Linked DNA regions of Anas platyrhynchos: region 1 is linked to region 2. The links are chromatin contacts, called in public Hi-C maps. All regions are on one chromosome and are shown on one strand. Each heading gives the region's core, a stretch centred on a gene start, on an enhancer-like site or on the middle of the called end of the contact. The rest is flanking DNA. Distances are from core to core; before and after follow the strand shown. Region 1 has its middle 140 kb from the start of FBLN2. Region 2 has its middle 38 kb from the start of FBLN2.

The links. A called contact is a pair of places that touch in the nucleus more often than the background predicts.
Region 1: a Hi-C map of F1 follicle shows a contact between it and region 2, with 4 times the contacts expected there. The contact joins two enhancer-like sites. A contact is called at or near these places in 5 of 8 Hi-C or Micro-C datasets (F1 follicle, F5 follicle, liver and 2 more).

The regions. Positions count from the first base shown.
Region 1 is chr13:19,225,332-19,230,483 of IASCAAS_PekinDuck_T2T, reverse strand. No RefSeq gene overlaps it. Among named protein-coding and RNA genes, the nearest start is that of FBLN2, 140 kb to the right of the region's middle. Within about 2 kb of position 2,688, at least 1 of the 8 cell types and tissues checked has an H3K27ac peak or open chromatin away from gene starts, as enhancers often do. A contact at or near this core is called in subcutaneous adipose tissue, where this site is marked.
Region 2 is chr13:19,044,665-19,049,718 of IASCAAS_PekinDuck_T2T, reverse strand. No RefSeq gene overlaps it. Among named protein-coding and RNA genes, the nearest start is that of FBLN2, 38 kb to the left of the region's middle. Within about 2 kb of position 2,423, at least 2 of the 8 cell types and tissues checked have an H3K27ac peak or open chromatin away from gene starts, as enhancers often do. A contact at or near this core is called in subcutaneous adipose tissue, where this site is marked.

The DNA of each region.
Region 1 (5,152 bases), core at 1,439-3,938, 180 kb before region 2:
GAGTAAAAAAATATAATGGAAACACGTGGCAATTAGAAATTAAATTACACTGTAATAAAGGAAATTGAATTAATTGTTTACAACTAGTTATAATTTATTTTTAATGGTCCAAAAGACAATGATCTTGAATGAAACATACATTCCCATACATATCAACATCCAAGTCTTTTTCACACCCTTTCCTATATTTATAATTAAGGAGGAAGTCTTCTGACGACGTGCCTCAGGAAGAATGAGAAATTACTTAGGTAAGTTAAATAGTGGTTACAAATCCTCCTGCAAAATGAATTATGATCAGAGGTCACATTTATCAGTAGATCTGAACAGCATGAGAGAAATTCTTTGGACATATGATCTATTTGTAAATTAGACATGTTTACATTTGCCCAGTATACCCAACATATGGCACAAATAGTAAATGACTTCATATGGAGGGCTTTCTATTAACTGTTTTTTATGTGGGTACGGAGAATTTGCTTTCAAAGATGAGTGTTCTTTTGGTTTCTTGATAAGCAGAGATCCTACAGTATGACTGCAGCAATACAGAATGGTGGCCTTGAGTACGTTAATAAAATAAGAGAGTCCATAGGCGCTGAATAGCATTTTCAAGTATATAAAAAAAAAAAATAGTATTGGCCTCCATGAGTTCAGCAGAATAACTGGCTGAATGCTGTATACATGCAAAGCTCCACCTGCTCTAAACACAATAGCACTTACCTAGGAGCATCCTCCAACAGCTCCTCATTAACAGGACCTGAATGTAAAGCATGCACATAATCATCATGGCTGTGTACATACTTTAATGCTGCCATAGTTGCACCTAACTTTCACTGTTATTCCTGCTGTGAATGACCAAGTCATTAAAAGTAATTATAACTGTTTCCATCTCTAAAGGTCACAGAAATACATTGCAATGCAAGTTCTTATAACCCATTATCATTTTACTTCTTGTATGCTGATTCTTTTACCTGTATGAAGAGTTTTCTTTGCTCCTCTTAATGTGTGCTGAATTTTGTAAACTTGTTTGTAAGTTTTGTAAACTTTGAGAACTTTCCCGAAGGAGAGCACAGTCTCTGTGGAAAGGTATTTTCTACCCATAATAAGTAGCTTAAATTCTCTAAATTTCCTCTTGGAAAACCTGACAAAAACAGATTGATCTTGATAGCGTATATTCCTCACCTTCCATTTGTCATACATGACTGAACATCATTCACTCTGTTTTCAAGCCTCCAAGAGCTGCCTTCTTACTACAAACTAAATTATGTTACTATATTCTACATTATATGGTATCTACACTATAAAGTATTCTAGTATCCTTGGTTTTCAATAATGCTTTTTGACAAACCCAAATGATGCAACAGAAAGCAAACATGAACCAGAATTTTTTTTTTTTTTTTTTTTTTTTTTTTTTTTTTTTGTCTGCATTGTAATGTAATGATCTTGATTAGTCCAACCTGAAATGGGGTGGGACCGATCCACTTGAGTTACCGGTTTTCATCTTGTTTGCCACCATTGCTGAACCCTCTGAATTCTTAAAAAAAAAAAAAAAAAAAAGGGGGGGGGGGGGGGGAGGCGGGGAGAGGGAGAGAAAGCAAGGAATGGGTGTTCCTTGGGCAGACTCCAGGATGCTGGAAGCAGCTCTTTATTGTGGCTTGCAAAACTAAATTTGTTGCCCTGCTGGGCAAACTGAGAATGGAAAGATCCAGAGGAAAAAATAAAAATAATAAGAACCCAAGGAGTCTTTGAACTGTCATCATTCACCCACTCCAACCCAGCCCAGGCTCAACAATAGCATTTTGTAAGATAAGCACTGAGAAGGTAGGTTCACGCAGTAGGATAGTGACATTTGGGAGCAAAGAGAGCCCAGCTCCTCTCCCAGGTCAATATGCTACTGGGAAGACTAAGGTAGAGGGCATTAGCAAACACAACAGTACCAAGGGGATTCTGTTTGAGATATTATTCCTGAAATGGACACTCTAGATATGAAATCTGGAATAGCTTTGAACGTGTATCATTTCAAACACAAATATTTGAATAAGCAAAGATTACATAAACACTGAGGGAATCAGGTCTGTGCAACCAGCTGTGTGTCACTGAGGCTGTGTAGCATGTCTGGGTTTGCCCGTCTCAGAGCAACTCCTGAAATTTCTGACGTGACTAGATATAATCTGGCTTGTTTTGGTGACGCATGCTCACAGGTCACATCTTGTGCGTAACACAAGGTGACAGATGTAAGGAAGCAGGACACATCAGTTATCTTGAATCAGCGGATTTCATCTTTTAAAGTTTATAGTGAAAGTTTCCTTCAGAAATACCTCCATTTCCCCCTTACTATTTTCATTTATTAATGAAAAAAAATGATGTGCTTAGGGTCAGCAATGTACTTGACACATGTCCTTCCAAGGAAAAGGATGACGCAATTATACGTAAAGCCTTGCAGCATGGAAAGCAGCAGACCACAGCCTTCTTCTGGAGATAGCAGCCAGCTCTGACTAGACCTGTACAGCCCTGTTCCTCCAAGTTTGAGGAGGCCAGAGTCCTTTACACTAAGTTTACACCACCTTCACTCCTCACAGCAGCGTTAAAGGCACGGCTAAGGTTTGAAGTGCTCCAGAAGCACCAAGCTCCTCAGGGCACGGCTCCCCAAGCCCCAGTGAGGAGCTCCCGCAGGTTTTGGTGGGATTTTGCGACACCTGGTGGTGGGGCAGTGTGGCTCCCACCGCAGCGATACCCACTCCTGTTGGGGCAGGACAGCGCACACTGGCATAGTTTCTCTCAAAACTTTTAGTCTAAGATCCCTTTTTAACCTTTCAGAAGACAGATTTATAGCACTTTTCCCTAAGCACTCGACCATGCTCCCCAGCCCAACCCTCCCAGTGCAGAGACCTGCGTCCCACTTTCCTTTCTCCAGCCCACCAATGTTTGGCCAGTTCCCCCCATGCACCTGGATAAGGCCTCTCACATCATGTCCCAACTTCTTGTGATGCTCTCCACTGGCTCCTGCCCTGGGGACAGCTCACTCCTTGCCCTAGCCCCATACTGGACAAGGGTTCTGTGGTGAGTAGCCTGGGGAAGGCTTGTCCTGCACTGAGGGGAACACACAAGGCCAGCTCCCCTCACACTTGTGCCATTTCTCAATTCAGGGTCTACAGCCTTTCAGCTGCAGCCCTGCCCACTTTGGCATTGCCTTCCTCACAAAAAAAAAAGGTTCAAAATACCCAGAAAGTGTCAAAAAGCAACAACAAATACACACAAAAAACACACAACAAAACAAACAACAAACAAACAAAACATAAAATAATCGCTGCCTAAAACCTAAAAAATAAAATAAGAACAGACACCAAACCCTTATTACAGGAACACATATTTTGAGGTTTTAAAATCACTGACTTAGGATAAATGTGATGCTTTCTGTTCCTTTCTCTTAAAAAGAACAGAGATAGGAAATTGCTGGGAAAGCCCTGGAAAGACCTAATAACTTTTGCAGAAGATACAGGAAAAAAAAAAAAAAAAAAAAAAAAAAAAAAGCTAGTGAGTAGTGAGAGAGAGAGGGATAGAGAGAGAGAGAAATGCCAGGCACTGCAAAGAGCATCAGAAACCACTAGATGTCATTGTTGATGCACAAAAAGCAAAAAAAAATAATTAAAATTTGGGCTGAAAATGCCTTATGATTTTAAGGAAAATTACTGCCTATTCATAACAATGTTGTTAGAGACAAGTAGCTTACCAAAGATATTTCTGTATCCTAGTATCCTAGCATATGTGGGATGATGAAATGCAACCTCCACTGTAACCCTGCCCGGATCTGGGAGTAAGGACAAAATGCTTTTAAGGATTTCTGGACTGGTTCAGCTAAATGTGCTTTGGCAAGACTACAGTTGTCACTCAGACCTCAGATGACCGTTGGGTAAAAAAGAAACCTGCTTTCTCAGGAACTTGAATCCCAAGCCTTTTCAGGCTGTCCATGAAAGCAGCTGCTGTATCAGGGCCCTCTGCTCCTTTTGATGTGCTTCTCTGCAACACTACCTGACCCATTCTCAACATCCCCACCATACTATTTTCATTTGTTTAAAATGGGGTTAAGCCCAGCACCCCTCAGGTAGTGTGCATCCCTGGGGAAGATAAAGAAATTATTACTTTTTTTGTTTCTTTTTGTTTTCGTGGAGTACAGCTGAGGCAGGGGAAACTTGCAGAAATGATTTTTCAAAGAGAGGCAAAACCTAAATGGTCTGTGAAGGTGAAGAATTATATATGCCTTAAGGAGCAGAGAGGAAAAAAAAAAAAGCAACAACAACAACAAAAGTGGGGATGAAATGCAGAAGCTGCAGGTAGAGGAGTGACAGCAGACAAATTATTATGTTCTGGCAGCTCCACTGACATCTCTACATTGGAAACAAGGACAAGGTGGCACTTGATGTACCTCCTAAACGTGAAATGACCTAAGTAGTAAAGGCTAAGCTTGGCATTAAAAGGCTCAGTAAGGTAAGAATCTACCATATGGGAGAAACATGGATCTGGAGACTTAAATGTCTATTTTAAAACATATTTATATATACACACACACTGTTTTTAATATATTAAAGTTAGTGCTAGAAAGGGAACCAAGATCTTTTGCCTTTTCATTTACACCAGTACTTCACATCACTGGAATTAGACTGATATAAAACTTTTAAAGAAAGAATTGGCCTTGCCTTTTTTTTTTTTTTTTTTAAGTTAATTTTTTATAACTTAGCTAATTGTTCTGCTTCCTATTCCTATTCTTCTCTGAAGAATCTGGATTGGCTGCACATTAATTTGCTGAAAGCCGGAAATCTAGTAAAAATGTAAATTTCCCCCTGCTAACAGCTGGAGAACCAACATTAATTTCAGCAGCTTGCTGAGTAATGGAATTAGAGGACTCACAATTGACAGGTATCTCACATAGCTCAGTTGAAGGGCAGCACCATCACTTTTACTTAACCCTCGATGCAAACACCCTTCAGACACATCAGAGAAGGCATCACTAGATATATCTTCTTAATCTTAAAGGATCTTCTTCTGAAAGTAGGGGAGGCCGGTATTTAAACCTGCAATTTCCATGTTGTAAAAAAAAAAAGCAAGGTGAGGTTCTTTAAACATGGGGCCTAGAAAGTCAAATATATTTGGATTCATT
Region 2 (5,054 bases), core at 1,174-3,673:
TGTTCAGTAACCGAGCTATGAGTGAGCTGCTGTATGTGTAATTAAGAGCAGTTTGCAGGACTCACCTCAGCCGTTTCCCTGTCTCACAGAACAGCAGCAGCCCACAGCACATCCCTGGCTGCAGCCTCAGCCCAGCTTCCCGCTGTTATATCCAGAATGAGACAGAGCAAACAGCACGGATGCGAACGTGCCATTTCTGCTCTCGGGTCAAGAATGCAGAGTGAGGCACGGGCTCTCCATATGACTGAAAATGAAGATGTCTAGGGCAAATACAAGAAACACTTACATTGCTGTTCACATTTTTGCAGCACACAGGGTGTCTGTTGCTTACAAAGTACCCTCTATAATTTTATAGAGAGCAAAAACACCATGGGTCATCTTTCTTGTTCCTTTGATTTATTTTTCTCTTCCAAAAAGATGGCAATAGGCATTGGAAGCCCCAGGATCACATTTGCAGCACTTATCAGGGGTACAGAAAAGTCTGTTATTAACTTCTCCGCCATACACACGCTGATTCACAGGCACAGCTCCAGGTTATCTTATCTGATAGAAGAGGATGTGTGCTTTTGGACACCATGTTACTGCCCATAAATACAGCCTAGCCTTTTTTTCTTTTTGTTTAAATAAGCATTTAACATTGCTAAAAGGGAAATTCATACTTTAAAAGTTCACATCTCCCAGAGAAAAAAAAAACAACTCCCCTACATAGAAAAAATTGAAAATGAAGAAAGAATTGTAAATCTCAGGAAACAAACAAAACACTCAGTATTTTCTGTAGAAAATCTTTCCCCTTCTTTTAGTATATAAAGCTTATTGATTTTCCTAGAACAAGCAAGGGCACCAACAGAAGCCCCAGCCTTGTCGTGCAGAAGCGGGGCCTGCCCAGCTCCCACAGCCTCTCCTTTACCCACAAGCAGCCCCCCCCCCCCCCAGCCCCAACCCAACCGATGTGAGGCAAGGTATTTTTCCCTCAAGGTGTGAGTTCAGGTATTTTTGCACCCTTACACCACCGCAGACACCATACCCTTCGCCTCTCCTTCACAGCATCCTTCCTGCTGGAAAGCAGCCCAAGCCCTACATCCAGCTCCAGCATTTCAGAGAGAGAAGTGCTCCTACAGCGCTGTGGCACAAAAGGGCAAAGAGAGGTCAGCTTCTTGGTGCTAGGTACCTCTGCTTTAAATTTTTGACACATTACTTCCGTTAAAAAACCCTCAAAGCTTAGACCATTTTATTTTTTTTACACCCAAGTGGAAAAAATAAGAACAGAAAAAGCATATGATGTCTTTAATTGGAAAGGAAAAATCCCCAACACATCCATGCTGTCCACATAAAGAACAAACAAAACGCTTGTGCTGATGAACTCGGTACACGCAGTACTGCAAAGTTCAGATTTCCTGCCAGAGTTTCATGTCGTCCACCCAGGCTAAGTCAAAGTATTTCTTTAATAAAAAACAAACCCAGGAACTCTGATAAAAACCTGGTTTTAGTTGCGACCAAGGTAAAATGCAGACATGGAACAGAAAACAATGTTGTAGTTGGACTTGACTGCACGACCAAATCACCTGAAAGCAAATCCCTTGCAGTTACTGTGGGCATTTTAAAATGCGTTTGTTAACTTTGAAATGGATAATGAAAAATGTCTCTTTTCCTAAAAAGACAGCTATATTGTTGTGTAATGAAGAGCAGATGTCAAAAAGTATTTCAAAGCCTCGAAAAAAAAATTAGGAGAACTGCATAAAGGCTGCAGTGCGGAACGCTGCCCGTGCTGCCGTGGCACCCACGCAGTGGTCACGCCACGCGCTGCCCACAGCACCGTCCCCGGGGGCTCGGCCACCCCATCGAGGGGCAGCAGGAGGTTTGTCTCCATGCAACCGGCAGCATGGAGGGAAATCACAGGACAGATGCGAAGGGAAGCTGCCCTCAAGGGTACAACATGAGGCACAGCCAAGCTGTGGAGATGTAAAACAGCAATGCGGAGCTCTTCTGGCTCCGTGGCGGCCCCATGCACAGGGGAGGATTTGGGCAGTGCTCCTTCGCTCCCTGCAAGCCCAGCGGGGCCAGGGCAGGAGCCAGAGTGCTCCCACCAGGAGCAGAGGGCTGGATCCTGCTCTGATCCGTAGCAGCAGAGCTGCTTTGGCTGCAGGAGGCTTTGCCAGCTTACACTGCCGAGGAGCCAGCTCGTTTTTTAAGCACGTGTTGAAAGAGCAAAACTGGGTTCAAGTTTCATGTACAATTTTATTAGAGGCCAGAATTGAGGCCAACTGTTTATCTGGTGTCTGGCCTAAGTGCTGATAAAGACTTGGCTGAAATTTACATAATCTGCCATTAATAAATGCAATTTACGATGGTCTCAAGCAAAGACATGACCACTGCTGGCTCCACGAATGGTATGCTAGGCAGCAGCCAGGCTTTTAGTCAGTACAGAGACGAGACTTAATTCATTTCTTGTCCCTAAATGCTAGTTCCTTAGGTCAGACCTGAGACAAAGGCGTGCGTTAATCTACAGGCTCCACGTCAGAACTGCTAGGCTTTACTAACAGAAACTAAGTTGCTTTAATGCAACCAAATGCTCCAATTTATCATTCCAGTGGCCCATCTAAAGCAAGCGTTGGCTCCAAGAACCACCCTCCCATTACACTGATAAGCCCTGAACCTGAAGTGATGGATGTATGAGCTTAATTTTACACACTAGAAGCAGTTACGTGGAGAGCAGTGGGACAAATCTCAGCTCGTAAACACCTTTCCCGAACTGGAGGCATCGAGATCACAGACAGAGAAAACTTATTTCTCACTTTGCTCCACCCCTCCCTTCTGCAACACACACACCAGCTTTTTTTTTTTTTCCCCCCGTGCACTGTGGTAGTTTGTGAGCAGGCACAGGGGCTGTCTGTGCGCTTTACACTTGCACAACCCTTACCCCAAACACCAGGATCCCAGCTCCAGACTGGGTCTGCTCAATGCTCCCTACAGGTCAGCTGCTGAATGCCCCAGTGCAAAACACTGCAAGGAGAAGCAGCAGAGGCAAGCTGACAACAACCTGAATATACAGCAGTATCTCCGGTTTCTATTCATGATGTCTAACCAGAACAGAATTCGAGGAAATATATTTATTTGGCAAACGTTGCCCTATTCATATGCAGCGTAATATAAAGGTGCATTTTCAATTGCCTATAACGCATTAAAATTTGCACTTAAGAATAATGGAATGTATACAGATCTGAGCCTTACATAAGCTCTGCATGTTTAAGGAATGTATATTCAAATGTACATACACATTTATAGTTTAAATTCGTCATTTGAAGAGTTCCATGTCCCTATCTGAAAGCCAAGACATTTCTTTTCAAGATCTGTGATGAATGAGATCCAGATACAGGGTTGTTTCACATAAAGCATTGTCAGTGCCAAAAGCTTCATCCAGAGAAAAATTCCAAGAACAATTATGCGGATCTAAATATCAAAGACCTACTTCTGCTGTATTCCAAGCAAAAAAAAAAAAAGACATCTATAAATGCATGGATAAATCACTTAAGAAGTACATGTCAAAGGATATTAAAGGCAGGCACCTAAAATAATTTCTAAAATATTGCTAAATGAGTAATTTTTGGATTGTCCTTTCAGGGCTTACTGTAACAGTGCTGTGATTTAGTTCTAAAAGATTCTAATGTGTTTATTTATTTTAATGTGGAATTTAACCATCAGACTTTAATTCCTCTAGATAATATGGCTCTACAGCAGGACAGAAGTCAAAGGAGATAAAGCAAACAACAGCAAACATTGCAAAAATTTCACTGAAAAGCATTTTTAAATTCACCTGGGTTCTTTCCTCCCTCAGTCTCCACATACTTTGAATTACTCCAATACTCCAAAACCAATGCCAAAATTCTTGGCATCGAAAGCTTCACCACTGCTGAAATTTGGCCGCAGGCACAAAGCTGTCAGGAGCGAAACGTTAGCATTTTCTCCGGCAGCTCTCAGCAGCAGACCCAGGTGACAAGTCCTCCTCCTGCCCTGTCCACCCTGCTGCCCAGCTGCCGGCCCTGAGCACCTTTGGGTGGCGGCAGCCCACCTCTGTGGGTCACAGCTCAAGTCCAAGCACTTCCTATCAGTGCTGAAAGCAGAAAAGCCTGACTCATGGATTTGGCTGCTTCGCATCTACCCACTCCTTTGAGTTCAAGGAGTCCTTCATGAAAGAGAGTGTTATTTTATCTCGGGAGCAAAACAAAAGGGGAGCCACCAGGGCGTCCAGCTGCAGAGCTGGAAGCTGGAGAGGCGGCACAGCACCGCGGAGGGCAGGCACCACACGCAGGGTGAGGCTCAGCAGGGTGGGTTAGCAGCTTTGGCTGCTCAGTGCTTGCAAAGCCCTCACTGGCACCAAAACATCTACATAGAGCAGCACCTGATACTGCTTTGGAGCAGGCCAGCAAACTTCTATTGATTTAGCAAAGAAAGAGTGAGACTTAAGCAGATGCCAGTAATGAAGAATAAACCCAAACCCGAGTCTCCAGTGCACCTTTTGGTGAGTTTGTGCACCCGCATTGCTGGCCTGGTGCCAGTGGAGAACTGAGGGCCACAGACACAGCACACACAGGAGCTGGGCCACGGGGGCTTGTAGCTCATTTACGGACTGGAGCAAGTCCCAAGGTGAGAAGCAGTGAAGGGGCAGAGAGAAGAACCACAAGGAAGCTGCAGTGCTGATCGCCAGAAGGAAGGGACCTGGCAGCAGGCAGGGAGATGAGCGCCATCAGACAGCCTCCAATAACACACAGCAGAGGATGCGCCGAGTGCCTGCAGCACCAGCGGTGTTGGGGAACTTGGGCTGCCTCCTGCAACTGCTTGTGCCTGCCAGCCACGGCACTCTGCGTGAACCAGACTGAGCTGAACCCAGCTCACAGCCACGAACAGAGAGAAGAGTTCGGCCTTTGCTGAATCAAAGACAGACTGGCAGTGCTAGGGGGGTGAGACCTGACGGTGCCTATTTGTGCTTTGCAAGTAACAGCACTGCTGCCGTGGGTTTTTTTTTTTTGGCCGAACACCTCGACTCCAACCCTCAGCAG